Linked DNA regions of Sus scrofa: regions 1, 2 and 4 are each linked to region 3. Evidence: chromatin contacts called from public HiChIP or PLAC-seq data. All regions are on one chromosome and are shown on one strand. The core of a region is the stretch at or near the end of the contact, and the rest is flanking DNA. Distances in the headings are between cores, read along the strand shown.

The links. HiChIP or PLAC-seq counts read pairs in DNA pulled down with a chosen protein or histone mark.
Region 1: a contact with region 3 is called in an H3K27ac HiChIP or PLAC-seq map of alveolar macrophages. The contact joins the enhancer-like site here to the promoter of GAB2 in region 3. A contact is called at or near these places in 19 of 47 Hi-C or Micro-C datasets (alveolar macrophages, blood, brain and 11 more) and 2 of 2 datasets of contacts at active chromatin or transcription factors (alveolar macrophages and skeletal muscle).
Region 2: an H3K27ac HiChIP or PLAC-seq map of alveolar macrophages shows a contact between it and region 3. The contact joins the promoter of NARS2 here to the promoter of GAB2 in region 3. A contact is called at or near these places in 2 of 47 Hi-C or Micro-C datasets (blood and embryonic fibroblasts) and 2 of 2 datasets of contacts at active chromatin or transcription factors (alveolar macrophages and skeletal muscle).
Region 4: an H3K27ac HiChIP or PLAC-seq map of skeletal muscle shows a contact between it and region 3, with 4 times the contacts expected there. The contact joins the enhancer-like site here to the promoter of GAB2 in region 3. A contact is called at or near these places in 6 of 47 Hi-C or Micro-C datasets (embryonic fibroblasts, heart right ventricle, liver and 1 more) and 2 of 2 datasets of contacts at active chromatin or transcription factors (alveolar macrophages and skeletal muscle).

What each region holds. Positions count from the first base shown.
Region 1 is chr9:12,673,852-12,679,406 of Sscrofa11.1, reverse strand. It overlaps GAB2 (GRB2-associated-binding protein 2), which reads left to right. Exons shown (of 11, transcript XR_002335549.1): 4 at 4,480-5,072. Among named protein-coding and RNA genes, the nearest start is that of USP35, 91 kb to the right of the region's middle. Within about 2 kb of position 3,171, at least 17 of the 83 cell types and tissues checked have an H3K27ac peak or open chromatin away from gene starts, as enhancers often do. A contact at or near this core is called in alveolar macrophages, brain and retroperitoneal adipose tissue, where this site is marked.
Region 2 is chr9:13,007,667-13,012,970 of Sscrofa11.1, reverse strand. It overlaps NARS2 (probable asparagine--tRNA ligase, mitochondrial), which reads left to right and starts at 2,074. Exons shown (of 14, transcript XR_002335551.1): 1 at 2,074-2,556.
Region 3 is chr9:12,849,004-12,854,352 of Sscrofa11.1, reverse strand. GAB2 (GRB2-associated-binding protein 2) reads left to right here and starts at 2,930. Exons shown (of 11, transcript XR_002335549.1): 1 at 2,930-3,174.
Region 4 is chr9:12,706,684-12,712,186 of Sscrofa11.1, reverse strand. The region is part of intron 2 of GAB2 (GRB2-associated-binding protein 2); the gene reads left to right. Among named protein-coding and RNA genes, the nearest start is that of USP35, 120 kb to the right of the region's middle. Within about 2 kb of position 1,481, at least 24 of the 83 cell types and tissues checked have an H3K27ac peak or open chromatin away from gene starts, as enhancers often do. A contact at or near this core is called in alveolar macrophages and skeletal muscle, where this site is marked.

The DNA.
Region 1 (5,555 bases), core at 1,922-4,421, 180 kb after region 3:
AGGATCCATTTGGAATGAGTCAGATGTAGAATGGTCCAGATGACCTCTTAAGATTGCCAGTGACAGGTACAGAACTCTAAATGGTGGCTAATTCACTTAGAAGCATTTATCATATAAGGTTTCCTTAAATGGGAACCCAGCCATTAAAAATTAAAGTGGGCCCTTCATCATTAAGGTACTTGGTGTCTCAGAGAGTAGAAAAGAGTGATATTGTGGTGTCGTGTGGTAGGTCCTGTGTGAAAATGTGCCAGAGAACAAGTGCAAGTTCAAGTGGCTGGGAAGAATTAGGAAACCATTTCTAAGAGCCAAGACAGAGGTTTGGGGTTGAGGTTATGACCAAAGCAGGTGCAAGAGGTGGTGTGATAGCCCACCCACCAGCTGCCCCTGGAGCAGCTGGGAGCCAGGAATGTTAAGGAAAAGCTGCTGGCCTGGGGAGTATTTTCTCCCAAACCTCTCTGCCCCCAGGGAGCTCCGCTACACACTTGCATTCCAGTATCTTCTGGCGCCATCTCTGTTTTTCTCATCTGACGTGGGAAGGTAACACCTTCCTGTCTCTCAGAACTGTCATCAAGATTAAAAGCCACATCATATGTGACATGCCTGGCACAGTCCTGTGCTTCTCTTATGAGGCTTCTGTCAGTTCCAAGCCCTGGCAGAGAAACCCTTTTCCAAATCCCCAATTCTGAGTATCCGTTGCGGGAGAGTGGCTCAGCACATCACGACTCTGAGGGCTCAGCAGTCCCCGTCTCAATCCGTATCTACCGCGGCAGTGCGGGTTTGGGGCAGGGGGTCCAGAGACCTGGGTGCTGGAACCAGTTCTGGTACTGTGCGAGCAGATACCTTGGGGCAGGTTCATTGCCCTTGTGCAGCCCCTTTACCTGGTGCCCCTTGGCATGTGTCCGTGTCATTTAGCACATGCCAGGGACTGTGCCAGGGGACAGGACAGGCTATGGTCCCCTGCCTTCTAGGAGCACAGGTTAGGGAGAAGTGGGAAGGCACAGACACACATAACCTTCATACAAGACAGACTAAGGCGAGTGTAATGGTGGGAGGACAGAGCTCGGTGGGGGCCGAGGAGGAGGAGTGAGGAAGGCGGAAAGGAGAGTTAAGACCTAAAGGACCTCTGTGGAGCAAAAGGTCCCCTTGGCACTCGGTGTAAGATTTTGACGCATCAAAGGAACATTCCAGAGAAAGGTGAATACTGCCAGCCCAGAGCTGGAGCTGGGAGAGGGTTTAGGGATACGTGGGTAGTTCTGAGCGCTGGAGAGGGGATGCCCGGCAGCAGGAGCCTGGGACCCCGGCGTCTGTGTTCTGAAGAGGAAGGGTTTCAGTCTGATGCCCACAGGGTTCAGGCCAAACTCGGGGAAGGGGAGGCGGCACCGACACTTGTCTTTCTTTACACATTCATTTGCTTGTTCATTCAGTAGACATTCCCCGGTTTCCTCTGTGACAAGCACTGATTGGGTGCTATGGAGAGAAAAAATGAATAAGACACACTTGCTTTCCTCAAGGAAATCACAGGTGGTGGAGGTGACAGGTGACAATGCATAACGCAGATTACAGTTGCTCCCTGCGCCAGGAACAGAGTTAAGCAGGTGACTGAGGTGGTGCCAGGGAGAGGGTGTAAGAAACAGCTTTAAAAGCTGTGCCATTGGGAGTTCCCGTTGTGGCGCAGTGGTTAACGAATCCGACTAGGAACCATGAGGTTGCGGGTTCGATCCCTGCCCTTGCTCAGTGGGTTGACGATCTGGCATTGCCGTGAGCTGTGGTGTAGGTCACAGACATGGCTCGGATCCTGTGTTGCTGTGGCTCTGGCGTAGGCCAGAGGCTACAGCTCCGATTTGACCCCTAGCCTGGGAACCTCCATATACCGAGGGAGCGGCCCAGGAAATAGCAAAAAGACAAAAAAAAAAAAAAAAAAAAAAAAAAAAAAAAGCTGTGCCATTGGAGTTGAGTACCAGCCCACTGGACTGGAGTAAGAGGCCTTCCGGGCAGGGCAAACAACACAAGGCCGGGTGACCTTTCAGGCCGGGCACCTATGGGGCACACTGGGAGGTTGAGGAGCTGCTAGAGTGGGAAGGGGAGCTGGGGAGAGGAGATTGGAGAGGAGAGGTATTAAGCTGGGAGGTTCAGAAAGTAAACGTGAGTGGGATGGTAGGAGACTGGTCATTAGCCCTTTCGTTAATGCAGAAGAAAAACCGGGGGGCCCTAAATGGGGGTGGATTCTGCAGGCCCCGATGTGGTCAGTACCTGAGAAATCATAAGGTAACTTCCGGGTTTCAGCTTGAGCAGCTGGGGCCCTTCCCCAGCCTGGGGAGACAGGTGGATATGAGTTCATTCTCGAATATGTTTAAGGTGACAGCAGGGTACCTGCGAGCCTGTCCCCACCTTAACATCTTCCCAGGACTTCAGTTCTCATCAGCCCAGGCCTGGCCCCTCCCGTCACCTCTCAGCCCTCCCTCCCCAGACGCTGGCTCCAGTCCGAGCAGTTCGCAGTTCCTCCGACCTGCCAGACTGTGTTCCACTTTGGTGTGTGAGGCGCCCTTTTCCTTCTCTTGCCTTTGGCCTGGCCAGTTGCCAGGGTCACTCAGAGGGGACAGCTCTGAAGAAGCCTCCTCTGACATTTCTCAGCACCACCACCAGGGAGGGTTGGTATAAGTCTGTCACCAGCCACTTACCCGCTTGATTATAAGATTTGCATGCACATCACCGCCTCCGCTGCGGTGCCCCCTCCCCTAGGGCAGGAGGCCTCTCTGTATCCATGGTGCCTGGCACAGACGGAAAGTACACCATCAGGGAATGTCGTTTCAATGGACAAATCCAGATCGGGGCATCCAGCAGAGCTGGAAACTCAAAAAAAGACTGAAGTAAAGGCACCAAAGACAAACGGGCAGATATGGACACCTTCTGTCTACCACCGGCTCCGCGTCCTCTGCTCCAGGCACTCGTTATCCAGAGGCTAGATGATCAGTGACGAAGGCTGTGGCTGCTGGCCGGGTTCTGTGTGTGGAAGGGACTAGAAAGGGAGTGAGAGCACGTTGGCCCAGAGAAGAGGGCCTCTGACGGTTTGGGAACTGCAGTGGAGGTCCCGGCCCTCAAGGACACACATTTCCATTAGAGAAAGCCTGGCCTCGACACCTGTTTCCCTTCCTCCTTCTAAGCTGAGGGGCCTTATTTTCTATCACCATCTGGTGGCCACATCCGTAAATAACAAGCTCCCATGAGCTGAAAGAGCTTGTCAAAGGGCAGGTGCCCCAGGTTGGCCGCAGCAGGTTAGAGAGAGGGCGAGCTTGCAGAGCTGTGCGTATGTGAGATTTGCCTTATTCTGGTGAGAAGCACCCAGAGCTGTTTATCAGATCCTTAAAGAGGCATATAGCCTCCGAAAGGCTGAGAATCACAACTCTAAAGGGTTGTCCTAGAAGAGCGGTTTCTCCCCGCGTGGAATCCTAGGAAGAATCGTAATGTAAGAGAGAGGAAAGCAGAGCTGAATCTCTCCCTGCTCGGAACCTCACCTTCCAACTTCCCAAGACACCTATGCAGAACACAGAATCCAGTTTGAAAACCATGCTGATAAAGCCAAAGGGTTGTGGAGTTTCAGAACCAGACGGACCCTCAAGAGCCACAGAGACCCACCAGGTTGCCTTGGGGAGGGGGCCAGGCGAAGCCCACAGAGCCTGTCAGTGGCTGTAATGGAACTACTGCAGCTCCCTTTGCCCCCCGCCCCCGCCCAGATCTTTGTGATTTTGCCTTATTTCGCCAAAACTTAAATCCTTAAAAAATAATAATCAAACACCTTTTCTGTCCTGAGTATAGTTCCCAAACAGGAAAGCACTTTTCTCGTAGGAGTTCAGTCTTCTGGAAAGAGCTCTTTACCCCTCTAACTGCCTCTCAACAAACTGTAATACATGATGAAAAATAAATCTATAGCTTACATTTGAACAGTTATTTTTAACTTAGACCAGCAACATGCACGAGCTGACTTGCTTTACAGCAGGAGAACAGGCTCAGATAAGATGACCTGCTTGCTGGATTCTGATACCAGCTTACAGGTTCTTTCCACTGTCTCACAGCCTTTGTACAGAAATGTGCCTGTTCTGTGGCACTTAAAGCAAAGAACAAGTGAGGGGTATAACAGGCTTATTGATACCTGTTTGGGGAAGTAAGACCAATCTCTGCTAATCACAGCCATTTGGGGATAAAGGCTAACACTGATCAAACATCTGTATACTAGATACACTAGAGTCCAATTTCTAGACGACCTTCAAAGACTGATTTCAATCACCGTTTTTGCAGGTGCCTTAACTCAAGCTCAGAGAGAAGGCGTGCCTTGCCCAGAGAAACCTCAGGCCTGCCAGCCTCCTCAGTCTGTGTCTGCCGCACACCACCCAGCTGCACGGGGTTTGACCATGCCTGCTTGCCTCCCCCGCGGGCAGCCCTGACCGCCTCTAACCCCTGTGCCCCCTTCTTTCCATCTCTTAGGAGCGCCAGCTTCTCTCAGGGCACCAGGGCCTCGTTTCTCATGAGGAGCGACACGGCTGTGCAGAAACTGGCCCAGGGCAACGGACACTGTGTCAATGGAGTCAGTGGTCAAGTGCACGGCTTCTATAGCCTCCCCAAGCCAAGCCGGCACAATGCAGAATTCAGAGACAGCACCTACGACCTCCCCCGGAGCCTGGCCTCGCACGGCCACACCAAGGGCAGCCTCACAGGCTCCGAGACAGACAACGAGGAGGTGTACACCTTCAAGATGCCCAGTAACACCCTGTGCCGTGAGTTTGCGGACCTCTTGGTGGACAATATGGACGTTCCGGCCACCCCGCTCTCAGCCTACCAGATCCCTAGGACATTCACGCTGGACAAGAACCACAATGCCATGGCGGTGGCCGCCCCTGGGGACTCGGCCGTAGCTCCCCCGCCCCGGCCCCCCAAGCCGAGTCAGGCAGAAACACCTCGGTGGGGCAGCCCTCAGCAGAGACCTCCACTGGGCGAAAGCAGCAGATCCGTCTCTGCCGCTGCCACCATCCCCAGGCGCAATACCCTCCCAGCCATGGACAACAGCCGACTTCACCGAGGTCAGTCTGAACCCTGGCGGAGACTCGGGGGAGGGGGGTGGCCCGGGGCTTCTCGGTAGTGTGCTAGTCCCCGGCCACCCGCGCCAGGGAGACGTGAGGCCTGCCCAGGTTGCCGACACTTGCAGGTGCGAGCGTCTTCTCCCCAGGCCTTTCCAGCTGGTCCTCCAGCGCTGGAGGCTGCTGGTGGACGCCACGATGGCGAGTGGGTGGCAGACCTTGCCTGAGAGAAGTGGCTCTTTTCCTAAGGAGGTAGAACCTTCTTGGTTAACCACAGTACAACGTATTATGGGTTTGGAGGTCTAAATCATAGTCTTTTATTCATTTATAAATCAAACCAGAGATTTCAAAGATAAATTTAGAAGACTAGTCCAAACCTATGCGGACCAACAGACCTAAAATTAGATCTGCAAAATGTTTTCTAAGCCACATTTGAATCTCTTACTCAATTTAATTTGAAGACTTTAAAGTCTGAACTTCTTTCTG
Region 2 (5,304 bases), core at 825-3,324, 160 kb before region 3:
CAGCCGTCATTTATTACTGACCTAGTAATATATTCTTCTTAGAAAGACCACTCTGGCTACTGTCCGGAAGAGGATGAATCTAAAAGGGGAAGTGTCACTCTAGCACTGAAAATAAAAGTAAGATGATATGATTTGACAGAGCACCAGATACAGTGTCTTGAACTTAGCATCAGACACATAAATGCTATAGCCAACTGTCAGTGATATCTATTTTATTTTATTTTTTGTCTTTTTAGGGCTGCATCCACGGCACATGGAGGTTCCCAGGCTAGGGGTCTAATCAGAGCTGTTGGCGCCGGCCTACGTCACAGCCACAGCAACAGATCGGAGCCTTGTCTGTGACCCACACCTCAGCTCACAGCAATGCTGAATCCTCAACCCAGTGAGCAAGGCCAGGGATCGAGCCTGCAACCTCATGGTTCCTAGTGAGATTCATTTCTGCTGCGCCACCACGACAGGAACTCAGTCAATGATATCTGTTTTTAATTAACTATACCTAATTTTCAGTTTCAGCCACAGGTTTCCTTTGCTTTCATCATACTACTGGCCAGTACCCCTGCTGAGAAAATAATTAACCCTTTGGCTTAAACAAGTGGAAGGAGAGAGGGTAAAAAAAAGTCAGGATCCTTCCTCTCTGACACTGGTACTACAGTTCTTAAGATGCATACTAAGGGGACTTGGTAAAGAAAGGCTAGCCAGACAAATGGCCTGGGTAGGAAGTGAGCCAGCTGGTCACTATTTTTGGTCCCTTTGAAAGGTAGTCAAAGAGGAGATTTGAACCAGACTACGTTATTTCTATGTGTCTCAGACTGTCTTCTCAGATTTTGCAAACAATACCAAAGGCAAACATTTTTTAAGGCATATAGCTCACATAATTCTGACGGCATTTGGCAGCAAGTTTCCGTGTTTCTGCTCTCAAGGTTTGAGAAGTGTCCAAGAACTAGGGGGGTATTTTCTAGTCTGTCTTGAGAATAGTCTTACAATTCTTCCAGGCTGTCTGCCCTCCTGGAAACCTTTCCTGCCCATCTTCTGGCAGGAAATACTCTTTCTACATCCCAATCTGACAAAATTCTGATCTTCCTCCAAAACTCAGCTTAATTATCTCCTTTGCCACCTCTCCATTTGGCTCATACATGCATATTGGTACTTACTGGTTTATATCACAATTCTCTGTTTTCTTGCTAGTCTCCATCATGTCAAGACCATGAATTCCTTGATGGAAGGAACCATGGTTTTATTTCCCACCTTGAGACACTGATAGCATAATAGTTTAGTGCAAGGAGCCAGGATTTCCGAGTCTAAATCTTATAGAATGTATATCCTTGAGCAATTCATTTAACTTCATCGTGCCTAAGTTCACAAAAAAAGGGCATAATTGCAAAATGGCATAATAAGTAAGTAGTCCTTACTTCTATCTTTTAATTAGAAAACTAATTCATCCATGAGTTACAGGAAATAAAATTATTCGGGGGGATACATTTGAAAGGTGGCTTAATTCATGAACAAGCCATCATTTCCACGTCAAACAAATGCAGATAAATGTGTTGGAAAAAGGAGAGGGCGAGACTTGAAGATTCTGGCAGGCAATGCCCAACACTCCTCCACTGTCCCGCCTTCTCTGACTCGTCTGTCCAAGGTCTCTTCACTTACTCTTACCTGTCAAAGCGCTACCTTTTCCGGCGAGCTATCTTTGGCATACTGCGCTTGGGCTCTGCCAGGGAACTGATCCCCCATTTATTCAGCTGTTTGGATGTCTGGTACCACCCACCTGTAACTTTACCAGGGTCTGTGCTTTGTTTTTCTCTGTTCTCAGAATTCGCAAAGACTGATCCCCTCACGCTAATCTTCTCAACAATCAAGAGTCTCCTCTTGGCCGCCTTCTTTCTGCATCAGTCACTCGGATCTAGCCCCCAGTAGACTATCCGGTTCCTTCAACGCAAGGTTCTTGTGTCTTAGCTCCGCCCTATCTCAGCTCCCGACCCCTTCCCTTCCTCCGCCCCGCCTCCTCTTTAACTGGGGTCACGAGTACGCATGCTCCCTCTGAACCTCCCGGCAGCGTGATGACGTTGGCCTTGGCGTGGTGACGTAGGGGCGGGGGCCGCGCCTCTTTCTGCAGCTACTCAGGCGTGGGTTTAGAATCTGTGAGGGTCTGTGGGGTGTCCCGCGTGCCCAAGGCGCGCGGTTTGTTTTTGGCGTTTGCTGCTGAATGTGTTGTCTCCGTTCCGCCCTTTAGGGAAGCGGGAAGCAGCAGAGGTTCCGTGGGGACCGAGCTGGGACCCTTGAAGGGGAAGGGGTCTCGAGCGCCTAAGGGCTTGCTGCGGCCCGGAAGAGGGGCGAGGAGAGGGTCCCCGCGGGCTGCGTCCGAACGCTCCCTGCATCAGGGCAGGTCACGAGGAGGGCCTGGGCAGCCGCGCGATGTTCGGGGCCCGGTGTCTCCTCCGAGCCCTGCGCTCCTGTTCCTCCGTTCCCTGCCCAAGGCACAAACCTTCAACAAAACTGAGCGTGCGGGACGCTCTCGGTGCCCAGAACGTGAATGGGGAGCGCGTTAAGGTCCAGGTTAGTGTGTCGAAAGCGGGTAGGTTTGTCCTTTTCGTTGACCGATTTGGCACATCCGAGTTCAGGCTTCCCTGGTCCCGTCGGGTCGGACAGAATGACCGGCAGGGGAAAGTTAGAAAAGCTAAGCAATCGTGTGCGTGCGTCCACGTTTTTCTCCTTTTCTTGGCTTGGTAGTTTTCGGAAAACTGTTTAGATACTTGGAAAGTGCTGGAACTTGGCTTTCGTGATACCGCGGCATTATATGTAGACTTGTTAATCTTGCAGAAAAACGAACGAGCCCCTTTTCCTTTGTCCCTTATGTGTATTCACACTTAAGTAGCCCCTTGAGACCAGGAGCCTTTTCTTACCTGTCTTGGTATTCACACATGGCTGACAGAAAAATTTGTTCAACCAAACCAGACCTCTTAGGTCAACTTTTAACCACCTCAGTGCCTAAAATGAGGCTTTGCGTATAACTTTTGTTTAATAAATTAGGAGAAAGAGTGGAGTGTAGCAGTTCGAAGGAGATCTGGAGTCAAGCTGCCTAGGTTTAAATTTCTGCTGTTTAGTAGGTTGTCAGTTTGGGGCACGGCCCTTCATGTGCTCTGAACCTCACTTTCCTCTTATGAGAATGGAAATGATCATAGTCCCTGTCTCACAGAGTCCGAAAAGTTAGTTAGAAAAATTTGGGACAGTGTCCCACAGTCGGTAAAGACGAGCTGCTCTCATTTCTTTGTTAATACTATAATTTGCAGCAGCTCCACACAGAAGGACCAGACCAAACAAGGTGGTTTGGTTTATTAGGTTGCTGAATCACACTGATGCAATTACTTTTGTCGTCCTCATCTATCTTTGATTTGTAGCAGTATGACCAGTTTCCCCCCTTGCATTTTTGGGGGTTCTTTCTGAGATCCAAATCAAAATATTTTCTGGCATTAATCTATTCAGCATACACTAATGATGCCTTCTGTATGCTAGCCTAGAAAGGATTCAGAGATGAGAACAGAGCCTACTCCGTTAAAGGATTTCTTTTTAGTGCCCTACTCTCTAATTTAGAAGCTACTGGCACTTAGGGCCCTGAGCACTTGAAATGTGGCTAGACTGAATTGAGAGGTACTGTAATTGTAAAATACACACCAACTTTGAAGAACAAAAAAGAATGCACAGTGTCTCTGCTTTTTTATATTGATTATATGTTGATGTTTTGGACAAAATGGGTTGAACAAAATACATCATTAAAATGAACGTTACCCATTTCTTTTTACTTTTTAAAAAGTTTTATTATAGTTGTTTACAGTGTTGTAGCAATTTGTACTGTACAGCAAAGTCACTCAGTCATACATATAAATATATGTTCTTTTTTAAAATATTATTTTTCATCATGATCTATCCTGGGAGATTGGATACAGTTCCCTGTGCTATACTGTAGGACCTTATTGTCTATCCATTCTAAATATAATAGTTTGCATCTGTTAACCCTAAACTCCCAATCCATCCCACTCCTTCCCCTCTCCCAATTGGTCTTCGCACTTTTGATGTGACCACTTAAAAAAAATGTAAAATTACGTATGTGGTTCGCATTATATGTTTGTTAGACAGCCCTGGTCTAATGGCTTAGACAAGTTAATTACAAAAATGTGATGAGTATTAGTAGTATAAATAGCTTTGAGAAAACCAAGGGAAGTCCTTAACCGTGAGGAGGTCAAGGAAGATTTCTTTCAGGAGGTGACAAGTAGCTGAGTGTTGAAGGGTGTTTTCCTCAGAGGAACTGGGGACGGGATAGAAACAGCATTCCTGAAGAGCTTGTTGTTAACGTGAACCTTGAACTCAGAAGTGTATTTGAATTCCAGCCCTACTTCTAGGTAACCTTGAGTATTAAACAAGGAGGTTATCCTAACTTCTCTATGTTTCTTCATCTCTAAAAGGGTAATAATCATTAAATTTTTGTGAGGACTAGGTAGAAAAATACTTATAAAGAGCTTAGGACAGAAACATTGCAAACAGTGCTCCACAAATGTTAAACTTTTACTAACAAGTGAAAAGCAAGACAATGGTGCCTTGGAAATGAGTACTAATTGGGCCTGCTCCACATTACGAAGGGCCTGTATACACGACTGAGGCAATTTATGATGTAGTTCTTGTAGCCCTGGAGAAATCAAGGGCTTCCTAGTAGACTTGGGTTCAAGTTCAGGCTCTGCCTTTACCAACAGTGTGACCTCAGGCAAGTTATTTAACTTCTCTGAGCCTCCGTTCTTCACTTGTAAGGTAGAAATAATGATAATCCATAGAGCTGTTGTGAGGAGAGGAGACGGCGTATGAAGAAAGTAGTAAAACGCTTGTCACGGGGTACGTTCAGTACATGGCAGATATTCTTCCATGGAAAAATGCTTATGGATTATCTACTCTGTACCTGGCAGTAGCCTTCAAAGCAACTAAAAACCTGGTTCCTAAGCCCTCAAAGTATTACGGACATGCAGAGAAGTAAGAGAAGGGCTTTAATAGCAATGTCTAGGGGGTGGTGGGGATACAGAGAAAGTGAGGGTCAGTACAGCTGTTTTTTTAAGTATAGTTCATCTTGCTTTTCACAAGCATGTTTGATGGTTAATCGAACACCATCAGTTGTTGCACAGTTGCTCACAGGGTCTGCTAAAACACTCTCTTTTAATTTCTAGCGAGTTAAAATTTAAGTTGAATGTGGTCCGTGAGAGCTGTTGGTAGTGTTACTGTTCTACTCGAAGACCTCTCACTTGTACGCATACATATCTGTCA
Region 3 (5,349 bases), core at 1,681-4,180:
GGGAGCGTTCCACCAGCCATGCACCTGCCACCAGCCACAAACCCTCAACTCCCAGACAGGCACGCAGGCAGGCTGCCGCTGACGACCCTCTAAGCCACAGGGCGGGCTCTGTGGGGGGAGGGGCAGGGCAAACCGTGGTGCCCAGGCTTTCCTCCCAGGTGTGCATTTCTCTAGTTTTGCAGTGCTCCCCCCGAAGAAACCCTCATACAACGGGCCATTTCCTGGGGATTTAACGAGAATGTAGAATTAATGGCCCAAAGAGCTCCTAGCATCCGGTCATTAATTCCCTCAGGAAATACCAGTGGTCTTTAATCAAAATTGCCTAAATTAGAGACTAGTGATGCATGTCCTTTGGGAGGGAGGGGAGAAAGCTGTCGTCCCAACTGGTTCCGATAGATGGCGCCGATCTTCGCATAAATAAATCACTCAATTTGTGTTCCATTTTTCCCCAGTGAAAATCAGGGAGCATTATTTAAAACAACAACAACAACAACAACAACCAGGGAATGGAGAGGACTTAGTAAAGGTCCAGACAGGAACGTTCTGTCCAAAGGCTGTTTCCAGGCCTTGCACGAACCTCAGTCTCAGAAGACTGAGCCACAGGGAGGTGCAGCCAGGGACCTCAGCAGCATTCCCCCCTCCCTTGTACAGTCTGTGCTGGCCGCTTAGTACTGGAAAAGGTTGGGAGATGGGGAGAGCACCAAGAAGAGCCGCTTCTTGGAGGGGTATGTTCAGAGAAGACTTCTGAAGCTGATACTATGTAACTGTACTATTTCAAGTCCCCTCCTGTCATTGGCCTGAAAACATCAAATTTCTGTTTCCACATGGAATTGTAAATAACAACATGGGGGGGGGGACTTTGCTAGACAAAATAAGACCCTAAAGAATTTCTGGCAGCAGTGCAGCCCCACTCCCAACTAACCGTTGCTGAATAGTCCCCCAGTCTATCTGGAATCATCTAACTATTAAAAGATACGTAATAGAAGACTGCATTTCTAGGGAAAAATAGGGCCTGTGTATGCCTGACTTGCGTCACACACCTCGGCTGTGAACAAACCATGCAGATTTCTCAGACTCCGCAATCCCTGAGACTTGGCATCATGACTCAGATGTGAATGAAGTCAGAAGATTGCTTTATTTTTGTTGGGAGTCACCGCCTCCTGATTGATTTGGCAGGCTTTGAGTATTTTGATATTTGTCTCACAGGGTTTTAAGGTACTTAAAGCCAGAGGTTAAAATGGCTACAATTCTGGTGGTAGTCCTTGTATGAGGCTTAAGGATCCCTCAGTTGGAAGGCTAAGGAGCTCTGATCCCAGCTGTAGCCTGATTGTTCTGGATTTACATGCAATCCAGCAGCACACTGGATAGTGAAGAAAGTGAAATATTAGGTCCAGAGTTGCTGATCTCCAAACCCCCCCAGAGTGCTTAGAAGAGTTAAGCATTCGATAAAGAATTAGCTTTTACAAACTGACAGGGTTGAGCTTTCCCCAACCCACCCAAGGTCTATAAATCAGAAGGATGTCCAACTACTTGAAAACAATAGCTTTGCTGCCCGGAGATAGAGAAATGATCAAAGTGGCCTTCAATTTGTCATGGGGAGTGCAAGATGCTGCTGGTTCTACTCATCTGCCTGCAGCGCTTCCCTATTGATGTAGTGGGTTACTACCCACTTTTCAAAGAAGTTGGGGGAGGACCTACCTTTTAATTTTTTGTGTTTTATTAAAGTATAGTTGATTTTCAATGTTGTGTCAGTTTCTGCTGTACAGCAAAGTGACTCAGTCGTACATATATGTCATTCTTTTTGAGGACCTACCTTTTAATGCTGCTTGTAAAGACATTTTCTGACTTGAAAAGAGCCCCTACCAAAGGTTTCTGGGGTTTTGGCTTTGTTTTTTTCCCCTCTCCTCTCCACCTGAAGTGCTGGGTTTGTCAGGTGTGTGCGTCCACGTGTTCGATCTTAGTTAAATAAACCTCACTGCAACGCAGTAAGAGAGGTAGCTGTGTCATATGCGCTCCAGAGAGTTCTCATAACCTGTGTCAATGAGTTGAAGGTCCGGGGAATTTTGACCCCAATTTCACCTTGCCTTACAATTCACTATGAAATAGAACATTGACTCACTTTGGCTTCCTTGACTCTGCAAATCCCTAGAATTTTCTATTGAATTGCTTTTTCCCAGAGGCAAGGGGGGAGCCAGCTGGACTTTCTTGGTAATAAGAGGACCCCAAGTTCATCTGCAGACGTTAAACAATTCTACCACCTTAAATAGCAGAAGAGCAGGACCCCCCCCACCTGCCCCCGCCCCCAGAATTAGAAACCGGACTGCACTGCACCGGCTTGGGGACCTTAGGCTGTCTGTGAAATGGGAATAACACCGCCCAAGTTGTAGATCTCTGACAGTCATCTAAGCAAGGATTATCAAAGGGCCCAGCACCCAGTAGTTTCCGTCTTTCCTTCGCCCATCAAGGGGGCGAGAGAGTTAATGGAACTCTTGCTGGGAAGCGCATCACTAATTTCAGCCAGAACCTGACCCACTGAAACCTGAAACTCAGGGAAGGATAGGAAGCGGGAGCAGCCCTTGGGTCTCTTCCCGACGACCCTCTGTGAAAAATCGATTCGCGATCGAGGCCGCGCAGTCCCTTCCCATCGCCCCACCTCCATTCCCACCAGGGGCGCGGCCGCCGCCCCCGCTGCCCCCTCGAGGCTTCAGGGCGGGGGGAGAAAAAAGCCAGACCCGGGGGGGTGCGGCCGGCCTCCTCGCGAGCCTCGGGCCTCTGGGAACCGAAGACGCCAGGCGCTGTTTGCGTCTTTGAAGACAGCCCGCCCGGGGGCGCGGCGGGCTGTGGGCGTGGCGAGCGCGCCGCCCTTCCTGCCGGGGCCCCCGCCGCGGCCCCGCCGGGAGAGCGCGCCGGCGCGCGCGGGGAGAGCGGGAGCGCGCAGGCGGCCGGGCCCGCGCCGCGCCGCTCGTCCTCGCCCCGCGGCCGCCGGCTGCCCCGGCCCTCCCTCCCCCGCGAGCTGCGCACCGCCGGCCGACTGACCCAGCCGCCCGCGCCCGCGCCCTTGTCCGTCGACCCCGCGGCGGGCTCCAGGCGGCCGGCAGCATGAGCGGCGGCGGCGACGTGGTGTGCACGGGCTGGCTGAGGAAATCGCCCCCCGAGAAGAAGTTGAGGCGCTATGTGAGTGCGGGCGAGAGCGGGTGCGGCCGCCGAGGGCGCGGGCGGGGGGCGCCCTGCGGCCTGCGGGAGGGCTGCGGGCTCCGGGGGGCCGGCGCCGGCGGGGAGGGCGGGCCTCGGGGCGGCTCGGGGCTGTGCGGGGTACCTGCACACCTGTCACAGGTGCGCCGCCGAGGGGCGGGGCGGGCGGCCGGCCAGGTTGAGGCTGCGGCTCCCTCTCCGCGGGGCGGGCGCGGCGGCGGCGCCTCCCTAGCCAGCCTCCCTGCAAACTAAAGGCACTATTGAAGTTTGTATTGATTGTTTTCGGAGCCGGAAAGAGTTGATTCCCGGGGCCGGGGGACCGTAGTAACCCCGAGCGGCTTCAGCCCGCGGGCTTGGGGGAGCGAGTAGGAAAGGGGGGCGTAGGCTACGGGGCCCCGCCGCCTGGCCCCACAAAGGGCGAGGCGCCTCACACCCTTTCCCCCTTGCCTTTCTCTGCCCGCCCCTCCCGGTGGCCGCCTGCTTCCTTCCAGTCCACAGCCTCTGCATCACGGGCAGCGTCAGCGGCATGTGCAGCCCTTGTATTAAGTGACTCATTTGTTTGTCCCCCTTCTTTCCCTTTATTCTGTCTGTCTCTCACATGGATCCCCCCGTTCCTCCCCTCCCCAACCACCCCACGATAGTGACACTGCAGTTTGGTCGGCTACAACTGGCCCGGGTTTTGTGTTGTGCGGTCCTCGGCGTCTGGGGTCGGGAGAGATCAAGGTTCTCAGTTGCCAGGTGGTGCTAAGCGACGTGTTTACTGAAATTGCTGGGGCAGCCTCTCCCTTCTCGGTGAGAGGCTGGCAGTATCGTGGGGAAGGTGGTACAGCCCGGTGGGAGCGGTGAGGAGGTCTGGCTTTTTTTTCCCCTTCCACCTGAAGATGTCCTGCTTGGTGGGGTCAGAGTACGAGATGGGGCCAGTCCCTGAGATTTGGCTGAAATCAGTCCTGGGCTGTTCGCCTGAGTCTGGAAACGCAAGCAAGGTAGCTAAAAGGTGTCCCAGTTTGCCACCCTCTCCTCGTCCCTTCCTTTGATATGTCCTTGTTAAACCGACTCGTGGTGCCGGGCTCTCTGGGATCATTCCCACAGCCTGGAAGTGAGCTGTTGCCTTCCAGCTGCAGTGCATCAGGGGAGCTCGGAATAGACCCTGCCCTCTGTCAGCTGCACCAGTGGCTTTCCATGAGGGGAGAGGCAGAAGCTTACCAGAGTTTCCTGTCTTGGCTCCCCAGATCAGAACCGAGGGACTTCTGGCCTCTGGATTGAGGAAGTGACATTCTGTTTTTCAAAGGAAGTGTTGTTGTTGGGGAGAGCGAGCCAGTGTGTATGTAAATGAAATCAGGCTCTTATTTAGATCGTTTGCTGGGGGGAAAACCTAAGGATTTAGCGCATGACATTTGAAAGTAGACATAGATTTTAAATATAGTAGGGGTGAGACAATGAGGTGTTCATCTTGGTTTTAAAGCTCATTTTCAGAGATGTCTGTGTAGCCAAAGAACTCTGATTACTAAGAAACTTCTCTGGAGGGTTCTATGGGTTCATTCGGAAAAGTGAATCTTTCTATTGGGAGGTTAAGGAAGAGTAATTTGCTATTAGTATTTTTACGAATATAAAACCAAACCAAAATCCTTTGGCCCCAAAGAGCTTCTGAAAACCATCAGTTAAAGTGTCATACCATCCTGGCCAGTGGAATAAAGCATCCAATAAAAATATGTTCTTAGTTGTTAAATTAGAACCCCATCCTAAACAACCTTGAAACTTCGTTTCTGAAACAGTTTGCCACTGTATCTACATTGACTGAGGACTGCTTCAGCTCAATCACCTAGACTCTTTATGGTCCACTTCATGGGTATTTTCGTTCCCAAGCAACTTTAGCTCAAAATAACCAAGTGTGGAGGCTTTAGGGTCAAGCACCTTTCCCCCCATTTGAAGTACTTGACACCCTGCAGTCATAAGATGACCTCAGCCTTTTCCCACCCCCCTCGCAGCTTTATCCCATAAGACCAAACTAGCAGCAGCTTTTCTTAGGCTAGAGTCATTGGTATGATTGGAAATTGCCCCTCCTGTGGAAGTTCAGTTCCCTTAGTTGAACCTGAGCTGATTTGTTTGATCCTGAACTCTTGGGGAACAGTCTTCCCTGGCATCTTCTTTTCTTTGAGG
Region 4 (5,503 bases), core at 232-2,731, 140 kb after region 3:
AGGCAAGCAAGGAAGCTCAGGTCTAAAGGCACTACCCTTGCCAGAAAGCAGTGTTGCCAGGTCAAGAATCCCAGGCTTTTAGCTCCATCGTGGGGCTAAGTGCTCTAACTCCTTCTCATTTATCTGAACCCCTTTTCACAGACCTGTTTACTGTGGCAACTTGTAAATCACAAAATAGCCAGCAAGGAAGAGGAGCGAGAAGTTGATAAGTCACTGAGAACTAAACATTTGGAAAGTCAAGTGCTATCTGTACATTAATATTAATCTCTGAGGGCTAAATTAGCAAGATAACATGATCCGTCTCAGAGCAGCCAACTACTGTGAAGTAGAGCTCGGGGAGTTTAAGTCACCAGAACCCTGTTTGTAATTCTTAAAGATTTTGAAATAAGGCCAGAGCCGCCTCCATATCCTGTCTGTTATTGTAGCTTTTTCCTTCTCAAACTCCCTGGCAGGAATGTCACAGTGGTCGCATGACTAACTCTATGCAAAGACAAGGTCCCTGAGTTCCAACCAACTGTTCTTTATCTGTTCCCCATCTTTTCTGTATGAAAATTTGGGGAGAGACTGCCTTCCCTTAAATATTCTGTAAACATTTGAACTTCTAGTAATTCATGAATTTCCCCGGGAACTCAAGAGCAGAATTATTCCAAGTCCTGGGGTCAAACGATACCCATAGGAGTGCTTTGGGGGAAGTGTTATCGGGGTCTTCAAACAGCTCCTTCCTCTCCAGAGAGAATGATTGGTGCCTTCAAGTTCAGGACCCGTTACTCCAGCTGGACTTCTGAGAGCGGGGAGGGCTGCGGTGGAGCCGGGCGGTCCATTCCAGTGCCTTCGGGTGACCTGGTCCTTCTCCCCTGACTAATGAGTGGAAGAACCAGAGGAGAAGCAGGGTTTGGGGGGAGTGGAGGAGGGTGGGGACGAAAGAGACCTCAGCCTTTCTCTCATTCCTGGGAGGCCTTTTCCTCCTTTCTTCCCTACACTACCCTTTTTTTTTAACTGAGTTCAGATCTCTCGACTCCTCTGGGGGACCCTTGTTGGAAGCTTAGAGCAAATGTGGAGGTGATAACGTGGCTTCTCCCCAGGCCGGCACAGGTCCCCTGAGGAGCCAAGAGCAGAGCGGAGCCTGACCCGGGCCCCAGCCCAGAGGCGGAGGCTGCGGGCTGAATCACCCACCCTTCTTTTCCCACTGAGACAATGAGGAAAATAAACATCCAAACCAGTTTCCAAACAGATCTGAAATCCTCACGCCTTAAAAAAAAAAATAACCCTGAAGTATCAGACCTTCCTCCTCGATCTTTTGTTGGTTTGTTGTTGTTTCTGTCTGCAGCTGGGTCTGGTCACCCTGAGAGTAGGCCTTGAGGTGGGACATGAACTCCATAAAGTCCCCACAGACACTTTGGCTTTATCCTAGAGCAGGCTCAGGCCCTGCAGCAAAGTCCAGACCCTCCGGAGGAGGAAGGGGAGACAGGAGGAAACCTGACCCTCTCCTCTTCATTCTAAGCCTTGATCCTCCTTCCTGCTCTCCCTTGTATACCAGGCACTCCTCCTCACCTCCAAACCCCCCCGCCCCCTGCCGCCAGCCAGCATAGACTCAGTCTAGTGTTACCTGCCAAACCCACAGGCTGTTAGAAATGAGAGTGTTTCATCGAAGCTCCTCAAGACCAGAAGCTTTGGATAGCTCCCAAACAGCCCATAAGATGCTCCCCCTTTTTTGTTTTTTGAGTGCTTCTTATTATCTCTGTGAAGAAAAGTAATAAATCATTGTTGAATTGGTCCCAGACCAGATTCCAAAGCCCAGTGAAACTCTCATTTTTTTGCTAAAGATAGAATTAGGACTTTGAATTTAGTGGTAAGGTCACCTTGAACCTCTGAAGCTGGGTTTCGTTTGTTTGTTTGTTTGTTTCTTTCTTTCTTGTTTTTTGGGGTTTTTTTAGTGCCGCACCTGCAGCATATGGAAGTTCCCAGGCTAGGGGTTGAATTGAATTGAGCTGCCGGCCTATGTCGCAGCCACAGCAACTTGGGATCCAAGCCACATCTGCTACCTATGCCACAGCTCATGGCAACACCAGATCCTTAACCCACTGAGCGAGGCCAGGGATTAAATCCGCATTCTTAGATACTATGTTTCGTTACTGCTGAGCTACAGTGGGAACTCCTGAGGCTGTTGGTTTTGATAAACCACTTCGTTATGTAGAGTTCTACATAGGACTCTGAACTCTGCAGAATCAGTGGGTATGCTCATCTTTATCTAGAATCTGAATTGGGAGTCAAAGTTCTGAGTTTTGGTGTGGTTTTTTTTTTTTTTTTTTTTTTTTTTTTTTTTTTTTTTTTACTGCACCCATGGGGCATGGAAGTTTCCAGGCCAGGGAGTGAATCAGAGCCACAGCTACAGCAATGCCAGATCCTTCAACCCACTGTGCTGGGCCTGGGATTGAACCCGTACCTCTGCAGTGACCTGAGCCACTGCAGTGTGATTCTTAACCTACTGCACCATTGTGGGAACTTCCCAACGTCCTGGTTGGAGATTCCCAGGCTAGGGGTTGAATCAGAGCTGTAGCCACCGGCCTACACCAGAGCCACAGCAACGCGGGATCCGAGCCGCGTCTGCAACCTACACCACAGCTCACGGCAACGCCGGATCGTTAACCCACTGAGCAAGGGCAGGGATCGAACCCGCAACCTCATGGTTCCTAGTCGGATTCGTTAACCACTGCGCCACGACGAGAACTCCCGTCCTGGTTTTTAATTTCAATTTTGTCACGGATTCATTGTGTAAATCTTGGTCTCGACAGTAAACTAGGAGTTTGGGGACTAGTGATTTTCAAACTTTGGATTTTTTTTCATTGCTTGTTAACTAAATCTTAAGCGGAACACAGTGTGTGAAACAGGTGAGTGGGAGCTGCTTTGAACATCGCAGGGGATGGAGTCCAGCAGGGCAAGCTCGAGCTGGACGCAGATGGCCCGGCCCTCCTTCTCACCCAGGGTGGCCTGGGACGGCTGGAGCACAGCGTGGAAACACTGGTCTGCAGCAGATACTTCAAAACAGGCACCCACAGACCAGTGCTGAGCTATGAAAAATTGCCTCAAATCACAACAAAAAAGGAAACACAGGAGGAAGATAGAGTCAGTTTTCATAAAGCCAAATGTAGTCAGATTTTAAAACCTCCCTACATGCAGACATTCTCTTTGCATGGATGTGCACATTTGTTAAAGTGTTCTTGTGTGTGTGTGTGTGTGTGTGTGTGTAGTGACAGTCATAGTAAATAATAGTTTTTCCATATTTGACACAATTAAAAATTGTGAGCCCTGTGTGTCGGTTTTTAAGGTGCACATACAAACAAAGAGGCAGTGTTTTCACTCCTCTGTAAAATGGGAGTGACCTAGAGGTTTTGCTGCTGTCAAGGCCACCTGATTCCTAGCCGCTGCTTCTGTACCCATGGCCAGAGGCCCTTGGACTCTACTTTCAAGTTGACGCCCACCCTGCACCCCAGCATACAGTCAGGGCTCTGGGATCCCCCATCCTTTCTGCTTAGTTCTGACCCTCATCCTGTGCGTGAGCTCGGGTCAGCCCTGGGACTTTGCCGACTCTTCCCATTCTTGAGTCATCCCTGTTAACTTGACTGTCGTCTCACATTCCACCCAGGACTGGACCCTCTTCTGCTTCTCTTTAGTCCCCCTCAGAGACCACAGTCTTACCCAAACCCTTAAGTGGGTGTCTGGAGCCCCACTACCCAGTGGCTGACTTCTGAGCAGCCAGTGGTCTGTCTGCCTGAATTTCTGAAGAAAAATCCATCTCTGCTTTCCCTAAACATGCTTCTTCCTCTTGGATGCTGCTGCCCACATCTCTGGGTGATGCCCACTTGCTGTGTCTGTGTTCACTCATTCAGCACATTGAGTACCTGCTTTTGCCAGGTCTTGTTCTGGGGACCTGTGCCAGAGAAGAGTGAAAGCCGTGGCCCCACGCTTAGTGACCTCATGCACTTTGTCAGATCCTCCAGTTGAGGTTCCTTCTGCCCACACTAGTGACCTGCCTGCCACCTCTGTGTGCAGTTCTAGGACCTGGGGACTTCAGTTTTCATCAAGATTTGCCTGCTTTTAACTGAACCACTCCTGGCTATGTGCCAAGATATAGCTAGCACATAAAAAAAAAAAATTGAGGTTAACCTCAAGTGTGAAAAGAAAAAAGTTTTTTTTTTTTTTTCAATTTCTGAATTTCATTTCAGTATCCAGCCCTTACCTGGCTAGTGACGGAAATGAAAGTTTTAAACAACTGAGGTCGAAACTGATCCATATAGGATTTTCTCAGGTATTTCAGGTTTTTTCCTCTCTCTCTTTTTACATAAATGGAAATCAATATACCAGATATTTATTTTTCTCCCGCTTTATCAAAATGTAATCGACACAACTGTATACATATAAACTGTACATTATGATGATGTGATATGTGCATTCATTGTAAAATGATTCCCACAATCCAGTTAATGTATGCACACCCTCAAAATTCAGCTTTCTCTTGCTTTGTGCAGGGGCTGCTATTCGAGTTCCCAGAAGGTTAGGGACCTGGAAGTAGTTCATTGAGGCTAAAGCACAAAGTGTGGGAATGGGGAGAGATGTGTGAGAGACCTGGGGATGAGAACATGACCCTGTTGTCTGTCCTCACATTTGTATCACTGGTAGCTGCCCAGCAACATTCAAATGAGTGATTTAGTTACAGTGTTTGCTTATAACTTTGTAAATAGTTACAGTCATACAGAAGTACAGTTTCAAAAATTCCACCTTATTTCCAAACATTGTTGCTTTGAGAAATCCACTGTTGAGAAGGGAAAAATAGAAGCTTCTAACACATTCTAACCTTATTAACAAGACATAGGGTCTAAAATTTTTTACATTGAAACAAGGGTATACAATGAAAAACGACAACAGAAGGCAAAGAGAAACTCAAAGCGGATGATATTCTAACTGGTCTGAAGAGACAAGATATGTCAGTGACCTAAACTTTATTTTCCACATCTATCATGTATTTATTGTTTGCCTTTATTCCCCACCTCTTCACTCCTTTTGTGGAGGAGGTGATGAACAGATTCTTCATGGCTGGGGGTCATAATAGCCAAAAACTCAGCTAAGACAGAGGAGTAGATTTCATAGACTGAGAACATTCTAGAATTCAACTGGTACCCATGAGGATGCAGGTTTGATCCCTGGCCTTGCTCAGTGGGTTAAGGATCTGGTATTGCCGTGAGTTGTGGTGTAAGTCGCAGAGGCAGCTTGGATCCAGCATTGATGTAGCTGTGGTGTAGGCCAACAGCTATAACTCTGATTTGACCCCTAGGCTGGGAACCTCCACATGCCGTGGGTGCAGCCCTAAAAAGACCAAAAAAAAAAAAAAAGGTATAGTTGATTTATAGTTTTGTACCAATATCTTCTATACAGCAGAGTGACCCAGTCATTCATACATATACATTCCCTTTCTTACGTTATTTTCTGTCATGGTCTATCCCAAGTA